Regions from separate parts of the Hordeum vulgare genome. Here region 2 is linked to region 1. Evidence: chromatin contacts called from public Hi-C data. All regions are on one chromosome and are shown on one strand. Each heading gives the region's core, a stretch centred on a gene start, on an enhancer-like site or on the middle of the called end of the contact. The rest is flanking DNA. Distances are from core to core; before and after follow the strand shown. Region 1 has its middle 100 kb from the start of LOC123427769. Region 2 holds the start of LOC123427770 (secretory carrier-associated membrane protein 6).

The links. A called contact is a pair of places that touch in the nucleus more often than the background predicts.
Region 2: a contact with region 1 is called in a Hi-C map of leaf, with 4 times the contacts expected there. The contact joins the promoter of LOC123427770 here to the enhancer-like site in region 1. A contact is called at or near these places in 2 of 6 Hi-C or Micro-C datasets (leaf and seedling).

The regions. Positions count from the first base shown.
Region 1 is chr2H:609,732,551-609,736,589 of MorexV3_pseudomolecules_assembly, reverse strand. No RefSeq gene overlaps it. Among protein-coding and RNA genes, the nearest start is that of LOC123427769, 100 kb to the right of the region's middle. Within about 2 kb of position 2,184, at least 2 of the 3 cell types and tissues checked have open chromatin away from gene starts, as enhancers often do. A contact at or near this core is called in leaf, where this site is marked.
Region 2 is chr2H:609,856,291-609,860,329 of MorexV3_pseudomolecules_assembly, reverse strand. It overlaps LOC123427770 (secretory carrier-associated membrane protein 6), which reads right to left and starts at 1,821. Exons shown (of 12, transcript XM_045111885.1): 1 at 1,640-1,821; 2 at 1,370-1,498; 3 at 1,213-1,275; 4 at 1,091-1,124; 5 at 718-840; 6 at 268-330; 7 at 90-183. The coding sequence starts at 1,699.

The sequences.
Region 1 (4,039 bases), core at 935-3,434:
TTGCCAATAACCGTGAAGGGATTGACAACCCCTTTTTAGCGTTAGGTGCAAGTGTTTAATTGTTTGTGTAGGTGGTAAGATTGGGGCCTTGCTTGTTCCTCCTACTGGATTGATACCTTGGTTCTCGACAAACAGAGGAAAATACTTATCTACTTTTCTGTATCACACTTTCCTCTTCAAGGGAAAACCAACGCAAGCTCAATAAGTAGCAGTGGGTTATACAGCAAGGTTATATCCCCAACATAGGCCCCAGATTTATTTGAATTTATTCATATCAATATCCTTCATCTCTGACATTGGCGGCTCCTCTTCTGTTTGTTTTCCCGCTCATCAGTGACGCCACCTGCCCCAAAATTATAGGTATTCAGTTATGTCAACATAATGGTCTGTATGTCTATCCGTTTGGCCCGAGAATCAAGGCGCCCTTAGCTCTGAAATTTACTGTACCTCCTTGATTCCCGCACCTGCCGGTCACACTTCGCCTTTTGACCTTTAAATACTTGCGAGGTGTTCCTCCATTTTTACCTTTTCCCCTCGTCTTCTTGCTCGCGCACGCCTTTGCTCATCACGCCGTCGCTGTCACCGATGTTCTCCTCCATCAGTACATAGCTCTCTCAGGAGAGCGACGCTTCCCGACTTCAACACGACGCAGCTAGTCATCTCTGCCGCCGTCAGCAATCCTCCAGGTAAGTTTTTCTTCATCCTTAGATCTGCATTAGGTTGGAGCTGTTCATAGGAGTTCGTCGGTGTTCATCATATGTTCTTTCGATTATCGTCCATCTTAACCTGTTCCGATGAGATTAGATCGTAGTATTATGGCGGTAGGTTTAGTTGCCCTATTTCGCGCATAATGCTTTGTAGATTTCCTTATATATTTTACAGTAAGATCACCCCTCCTTCATACCTTGCTGTTTAGGGTTAGTAAATATTTCCCTTTTTTGAACCTTTCATCGATCCGTGATCTTAGATGCTTCGATAGAAACTTGTTTGTCTTGGACTTAGTAGAAAGCCAGATAATTTCGACTGCTCTGAGTCGCCTTCATATCGTCGGGTCAATGTTTCGACCATAACCCGCCAAATCTGTAAGTCGGCTTCACTTTAACAACGACTCAATGAAAAATGACTGATCTGTAACTTATCACATCATCTTGATTCAACCATAATCCGTCAGAAACCTTGTAGTCCGGTCACGCTGGTTAGTTTTTGGATAAGCCGCCACTTCTTTAATAACCCGCCAATTATGCTTCTGTAGCTTTTTTTCCTTTGGCTAACTTGCATGACGTCGAGGTGGAGTATTTGGGTCATGTTTATAAGGCTAGATTGATACTCCCTCCATTTACTTGCTATACAAGGTCATTATGAAATATACATTTTGCATTTATAGAAGGCCACCAACAATAATCGAGGCAAAAAGTAATGATGTTTTCTCTTACTGTCAACTTGTGTAATACTTGCATGCATGCACTCATAATGACACTTGGCTACTTTCTAAATTCAGTTATCTTCCATGTATGTGGTGTATTAACAATTTCGGTAAACGAAAAGAAAAGCTACTCCCTCCGTCACGGTTTAGAAGACGTGCATGGAAATTCTCTAGAACCTAGGTGATTATTTATTGGCTGTGAAATGAGTTAAAAAAATAACATTCACACTACGCATGCATATAAAAGTACTCCCTCCGTTCCTAAATATAAGACATTTTAAATATTGCACTATGAACTACATACGGATGTACATAGACATATTTTAGAATGTAGATTCACTCATTTTGCTCCGTATATAGTCTCCTAATGTAATCTCTAAAAGGTCTTATATTTTGAAACGGAGGGAGTAGTAATTAGAAACTAGGAGAAAATGCAATGCGTCTTAAACCTTGTCTATTGTGAAAATGCACGCAAATTTAAATGTACCTTCTAAACTGTGACGGAGGTAGTAGATTGTAAAACATGCATTAAATTTTACCTTGATACTATTAGTAAATTGATTTGTGGTCTTCTATAGTAGTATAAAAATGAAGGAGTATTATTTTTTCCGTCGCAAAGCATGGATATGTGCTAGCGAAACAAAAGGAATCGGGCCCAAGCTAGCGGCTCCGGTGTCGCAATGCGCGTGGTCCGGGGCATGCATATGTACGTATGCAGTGTGAACGCCACCAACGAACTTTTCTCAAACTCAGCGACGAGCAATCACTCGCCCTCGCCCTCGCCCTCGCCCTCGCCCGTAATTCTCGATAGGTGCGTGCGTGCGTGCGTGCATCTAGGCCGCCCCGGCTGCCCGGCCGGCACGGAAAGCGCTGCGATTGCGACTGCAAGCGCAACTGCGACGCAAGCTGAATCGCCGACACGATACGCGCTGCACACACACACGCAGAGCACGGGTCCCCGTACGTAAACGTGCGGCATTAAAGTGGGCGCAGCTAGCCGTGCATGCATGCACCGGGGCGCCGGTGCATATATGCCGCGCTCCGGCAGCTGTTAGAGCTTGCATATGTACACAGCGAAAGTACTACAGAGAGTAGATGTCGGCAAAGGCAATTTCTGGTTACCATGACCTGTCCTATATTGGGTCCAGTTCGAGATTTTTTTTGACACTATATATAGGTAGGGTCCAGTTAGGGCATTTTTTTTTTCTTTTGCGGGGGAGGGCTTTTTTATGACGTATGGTTTCTATTTTGAGCTGCCTAAGTACCCATGCATATACTTCTTACTACTCTTTCAAAAAAAAAAAACTTTAGCATAAAACGAATCAAGTCCAATTTCCACCCACAAAACAACCAACTTTGCATGACAGCCCGGCCTGGTGTGCCATGCTATACTAGATGGCATCGAGCTAGATAGCTCAGCTACCTCTACCGGGGACGTCGTTCTATCTACCATGATGCTCTAGCTCCGGGCTTCATGCAAATGGGCTATTTTGTGTGTGTGTGTGTGTGTGTGTGTGTGTGTGTGTGTGTGTGTGGAAGGGGAGGGGGATGGACACGGCTTTTTTGTGCTAAAGTTTTTTTCAAATAAAAGTCAAATCTATGCACTTTCACACGTTCGATCAGGTCAGCAAGGGCTCTCCAGTCTTGGTTGCATGGTAGCTAAGCAAAGCCACCATGAGAGTCGTGGATAGTACTAGCTAAGAGCATCTATAGATGGACCCATCAAACCCGTTTCAAACGTCCGAAAAGCCCGTCCGGTCACTAACCGGTTACAACAAATTGATCCAGCCGGACCCCTTAAATCCGTCTCAAACGTCCGACCAGCCCGCCCGATCAATGGCCGGTCACAAAAAAATTCAGACGAACCCCTCATACCCATCTCAAACGACCGGACTGATCGGCACCCCTCATATCCATCTCAAATATGAAGACGATATGAGGGTTCGCGGACGAGCTCGGACACTCCTGGTTAATCCGCCAAGTAGGACCCGACCCCACCCTAGAACACATTTTCTCCCTTTATTTAATTTTTTTCTTTTTCTCTCTTTTTTTTCACCAATCACATGCAAGTGACTGGATATATGAGAAAAAATATGACAGGTGAGGCTATACGGACGAAAAAGTAGAGGTTTAAAATGGACACGCCCGATCACTAACGATCGTCCGTGGGCTTTTGAGTGAACGGATTTGCAAATTCCAACTGTGGATGCTCTAAGTAGCTAGATAGCTAGGCTTGAGCCCTGGAGACCGGTAAGAGCTATAGCTAGCTAGAGGGGGCCGGGTCCCCTACTCCCCTTGTACATGTTGCACGCTCCTCCTTGCACTAGAATATGGTAGAGCGTCACATGGCAGGATGCTTCTCATTCCCCTCATGGCCCATGCCTCTGCGTGCGACAGCGCGCATGTGTGCATGGCAGTGCCAACTGATCGAGCTAGCTAGCTGTGACGACTGATGAGGGGTGACGAGGGCCAGAGAGAGAAACGAAGCAAGGCGAGCGAGAGTGAGATACTCTGCTGCAGGCCGAGGGCGACGCGATGGCGCCGGGAGTTTTTTATGCTCCATCGGCCCAGGCCCGAACGTGGGAGTTGGGCAAGGGAGTTAATGGCCGTGAGCTG
Region 2 (4,039 bases), core at 572-3,071, 120 kb before region 1:
GAAAGCCCTAAAATAAATAATAAATTCACTCATGATGTCCTTTTTCCATTGATAGGTGAAAGTGCTAAAACAGTACCATGATAGCATACCTCATTGCACGGTAGAGGGGTCGATACCACATCAAGTAAGAAAGGGGAATTCCAAGCAAAGCATAGATTGTAGCAAGGAAGAACAGCTTTGAATCTGCAAACATAAGCAATCCAAGCATTCAGCATCCACCAATGTACAAGAAAACCCAGGCATTCATAGGCGGTGATGAAAACCCACCTCCCTCCTTGATCCAGCAGACTATGACAGCAATAAAGTTCCAGGAGAGGCAGAGCACAATTCCTGTAAGTCAAAATAACACAAAACGGAAACTATCATGACCATGTGACTCTGAAATGAACCATATCTACAGCCTATAATAACACAATTGCATAATTGTTTTTTTTTTTTAATAGAAAGGGGTTTCCCCCCTGCCCCACTTTTATTAGAAATGAGGCAAAACAGCCCAGGCCAGAAGTGTATCCAAGACAACTTAAAAGTTTATCCTAGGCAACTAGGGAAATAACCAACAGCAAAAGAAAAAACTCAGCTCCAACATACTTTGCTAGTTATTACAGAGAACCAAACTGTTGCAGGACAGACTACTATTAGAACCAAATTGCATAATTGTACTGACGAACTAGAATGATTACAAAAAAAATACGCTACCAGCAGCCAACAAGTACGTACCAAGCCAGCTTGCGAACGCCAGATACTGTAGCTTCTGCACGTTGGCCGGTATCTCATTGGCGATGTCATGGTGGATAATCGGGAAAAATGGCGGCCAATTCTTCTCCTCCATGGGCACTCCAGCTGCATCAAAGAAAGAAAAGGAAAGCACAAATAAAATAAGGTTGCGTTTGGATCAGCGTTTAAATTCGTTTGTGGTTCTCCCGTCGTTTTTATTTTACGTAGGAAACAATAGGCGGTCGGTAAGTTACACGTGTATAATAAATACGGGCGTAAAAACTTACACCCATTCCAAGCAGGACCTAAGCACACTGCTGCTAACACAACTCATAACTGAAACACAATTGACACCAGAAACGAAACAGTGGCTCACCATTCTTGAGCGATTCCTCCCTCCTTTTGATATCCTGAAGTAACAGAACAAACACCGTGAGACAAAACACAACCTAACCAACCACAGTGAAGTTTAAGGGCAAAGAGGAGAGCAAACCCCACCGCCTCACGCCGCCTCAGATCTGATTCCCACGACGAGAGCTCCCTCGCGTTGCCATTCGAGTCCTGCGCGGCGCACCAGAAGCATCAGATTCGTGCAAGCCGAACGACGCGCGAACGAAAAAAACAAAAAGGATGACCAGCGCGTGAGGCGCCTTACGCCCATGTTGTCGAGGGGCACATCGACGGTGGCGTCGCCCCTGCTGCCGCCGCCGCCGCCGCCGCCGAAGCCGACGGGCTCGGTGGGCCTGAAGCCGTACTGCTGCTTCCCGCCCCGGCCTCCTCCATTCTGCAAAGCCACAGAAACATCACGCGGGAGTTCAGATCTGCCGAGCCACTACCCCCGTCGCAGGCGGCGAGGGTTTTTCCGCGGAACGAAGGGGCGATAGGTGAGCGGATAGAGGGAAGGGGGAGGGGGAGGTTGGCTCACGGAGAAGGGGTTTTCGTCGCCGGCGGTGCCCTCGTCGAAGGGGTTGGGGTCGTGATGCATGCCGGGCTCGCCGCTGGGTGGGTCGCTCGGCCTCGCCGCGCGGTGAGGGTGAGGGTGAGGGGAGGAGACGGGGAAAGCGGCGGTGGTGGACGCGGGTCGCTTCCAGTCCAAGCCGTTCCCTTCTTTTCACGTGACCTCCTCTCTCGGGGGTGGAATGCGACGCGACTGGAGTGGGTTGGGTCGGCTTCGCACGGGTCGTCGTCGTCGTCGCACGTGCGCACCACCCGCATGCAAGTAAGCCCACGGCCCGTCCTGCTGCGAGAGCCCATATTTGTGCTCCTTCGTTTCCTCAAAAAAAAAAATGTGCTTCTTCGAAAAGGAAAATAAATCGCGCCCCGTTTTGCATGTTTTCTGTGTGCTTCCACCACAAGCACATATTTTGCATCTCCTGAAGGCGCATATCCTTGTCTCTCGAAAAGGAAAATAAAGCAGAAAAGAAACGTGCTCCCGGCTAGGGGATTTTTCTTCTGTGTTTCTTTAAACCTTTTAGCATGAGATTTGGTTTTAATGATCAAGTGAGAAATACAAGATGAAAATGGTTCGGAATTTGAACACATGGTTCAAGAGATAAAATGTTTTGAACAAACGAATTTAGACGAAAGAAAAACTTCCATGTTGCGGCAAGTGACACACTGCATGTGGTATCCATTAACCAGTGAGTTCGTCGATAATTTGGGTTTTCCCCCATGTCTTGCTTATAGCGAGATGTAGAGAGGCCTCGCGTCAAGGGGAGCGCAAGATGGGCAAGTCCAGGTGCGTGGGAGGCCAGAACCTCATTATTTTTATTTTATCTTTATGTTATTTGTTTCTGCTTTATGCTTCTTTTTTAAATTTGTTTATACATCAAATATTCAAAATAAATATATTACAAAAAAACTTTACATAACGAGTTGAAAAATGTTAACTGCGTATAGAAAAATATACAATGTGTGTGAAAAACTTGATAATGTATTATAAAAATATTAATAAAATCATTTGGAATTTTTTAAATAAGTATTTAAAAATATGTAAATCAAGCATTTAAAAATGTTAAAAAATTATATATTTTTTACCAAGTATTAAAAATGTTGATCTTATAATATAAAAAATGTAACCTTGTATTTGGAAATTGTGAATCTAGAATTTGCAAAATGTTAAATATTTATAAAAATAATGTTGACCACCTAATAAAATTCCTAAATTTATTTGAAAATGGTAACAAAAATGTGCAAAAAAATATGTACAAAAATAATTTGTTGACCATGTATTAATTTTTTTAAACATGTATTTTATAAATATATAATTTGTATTATAAAATACTATTAGATATATAAAAAATATTATAATATGTGAAATAATATAAGTAAAAAGTATATTTTTCAAACATGGATAATCATGTATTAAAAACATGTTAAACGTGTACATAAAAATGTTTCTGATATATACGAAAAAAAGTTGAATGTCTATTAAAACACATTTTAAATGTGTTGAACAAAAGAGGATGTGAATTGAAAAAAACGAAACCTGATAAAAAATAGAAAAAACAAAACAAAACAATAAAATGAAAAAGTGAAGAAACCAATGTAAAAGAATGAAAACAGTGGAAAATCTAGAAAGAAACAAATAAAAATTCCAAAAAAACAAAAGTGAAGAAAAAGAAAGAAAATAGAAAACAAATAATAAAGACCGAGAAAAAACAAAGGAAAAGGAAAGAAAAGAAAAAACAATGAAAACATAGAAAGTAATGAAGAAAACCAGTGAAAACAAGAGGACAGTTAGAACCAAGAAAAAAAACAAAAAATGTGGTTAAAAAAAATAAAAGCAGGAAAACCAAAGAAACTCCTGTGGAAACAAAGCAAAAAAAAAAGGAAAGACCTAGCAAAACCAGTGGACGAAGTGAAGTGAACGAACTATTTTTTTGAACTCGATGAAAAACCTAGTGAACCGAAAGAGAAATAGACGAAATTGGCTGGCCAATGGTTACATCGCATGAGGGAAAGCTTCAGCGAGACAGAAAGTAAACTCGCCAAAACGCGAGATATAGGGTAGGACTGGTTTGATACCAAAAATTGACACGCCAAAATTTGACAAATATCAAATATTGAGTACTGCTTGCTTGGTTATCATGTTAATTTGCTAACCTCATAAGAAGTTGTCAAATTTTCGACACTTTTAATATTGCCAATTATTGGCTTGCCAAATGGTGACATCAAATAAATTATTTCAAAATCACTAATTGAGGTGTACATCTTGGAAAGGTCAGTACCATTTCCACATGTTACGACAAATGACGCACTGCATGTGTGCTACCTGTCCTAACCTGGAGTTCTTTTTGTAGACCCATTTATTGAAAATGTTTTA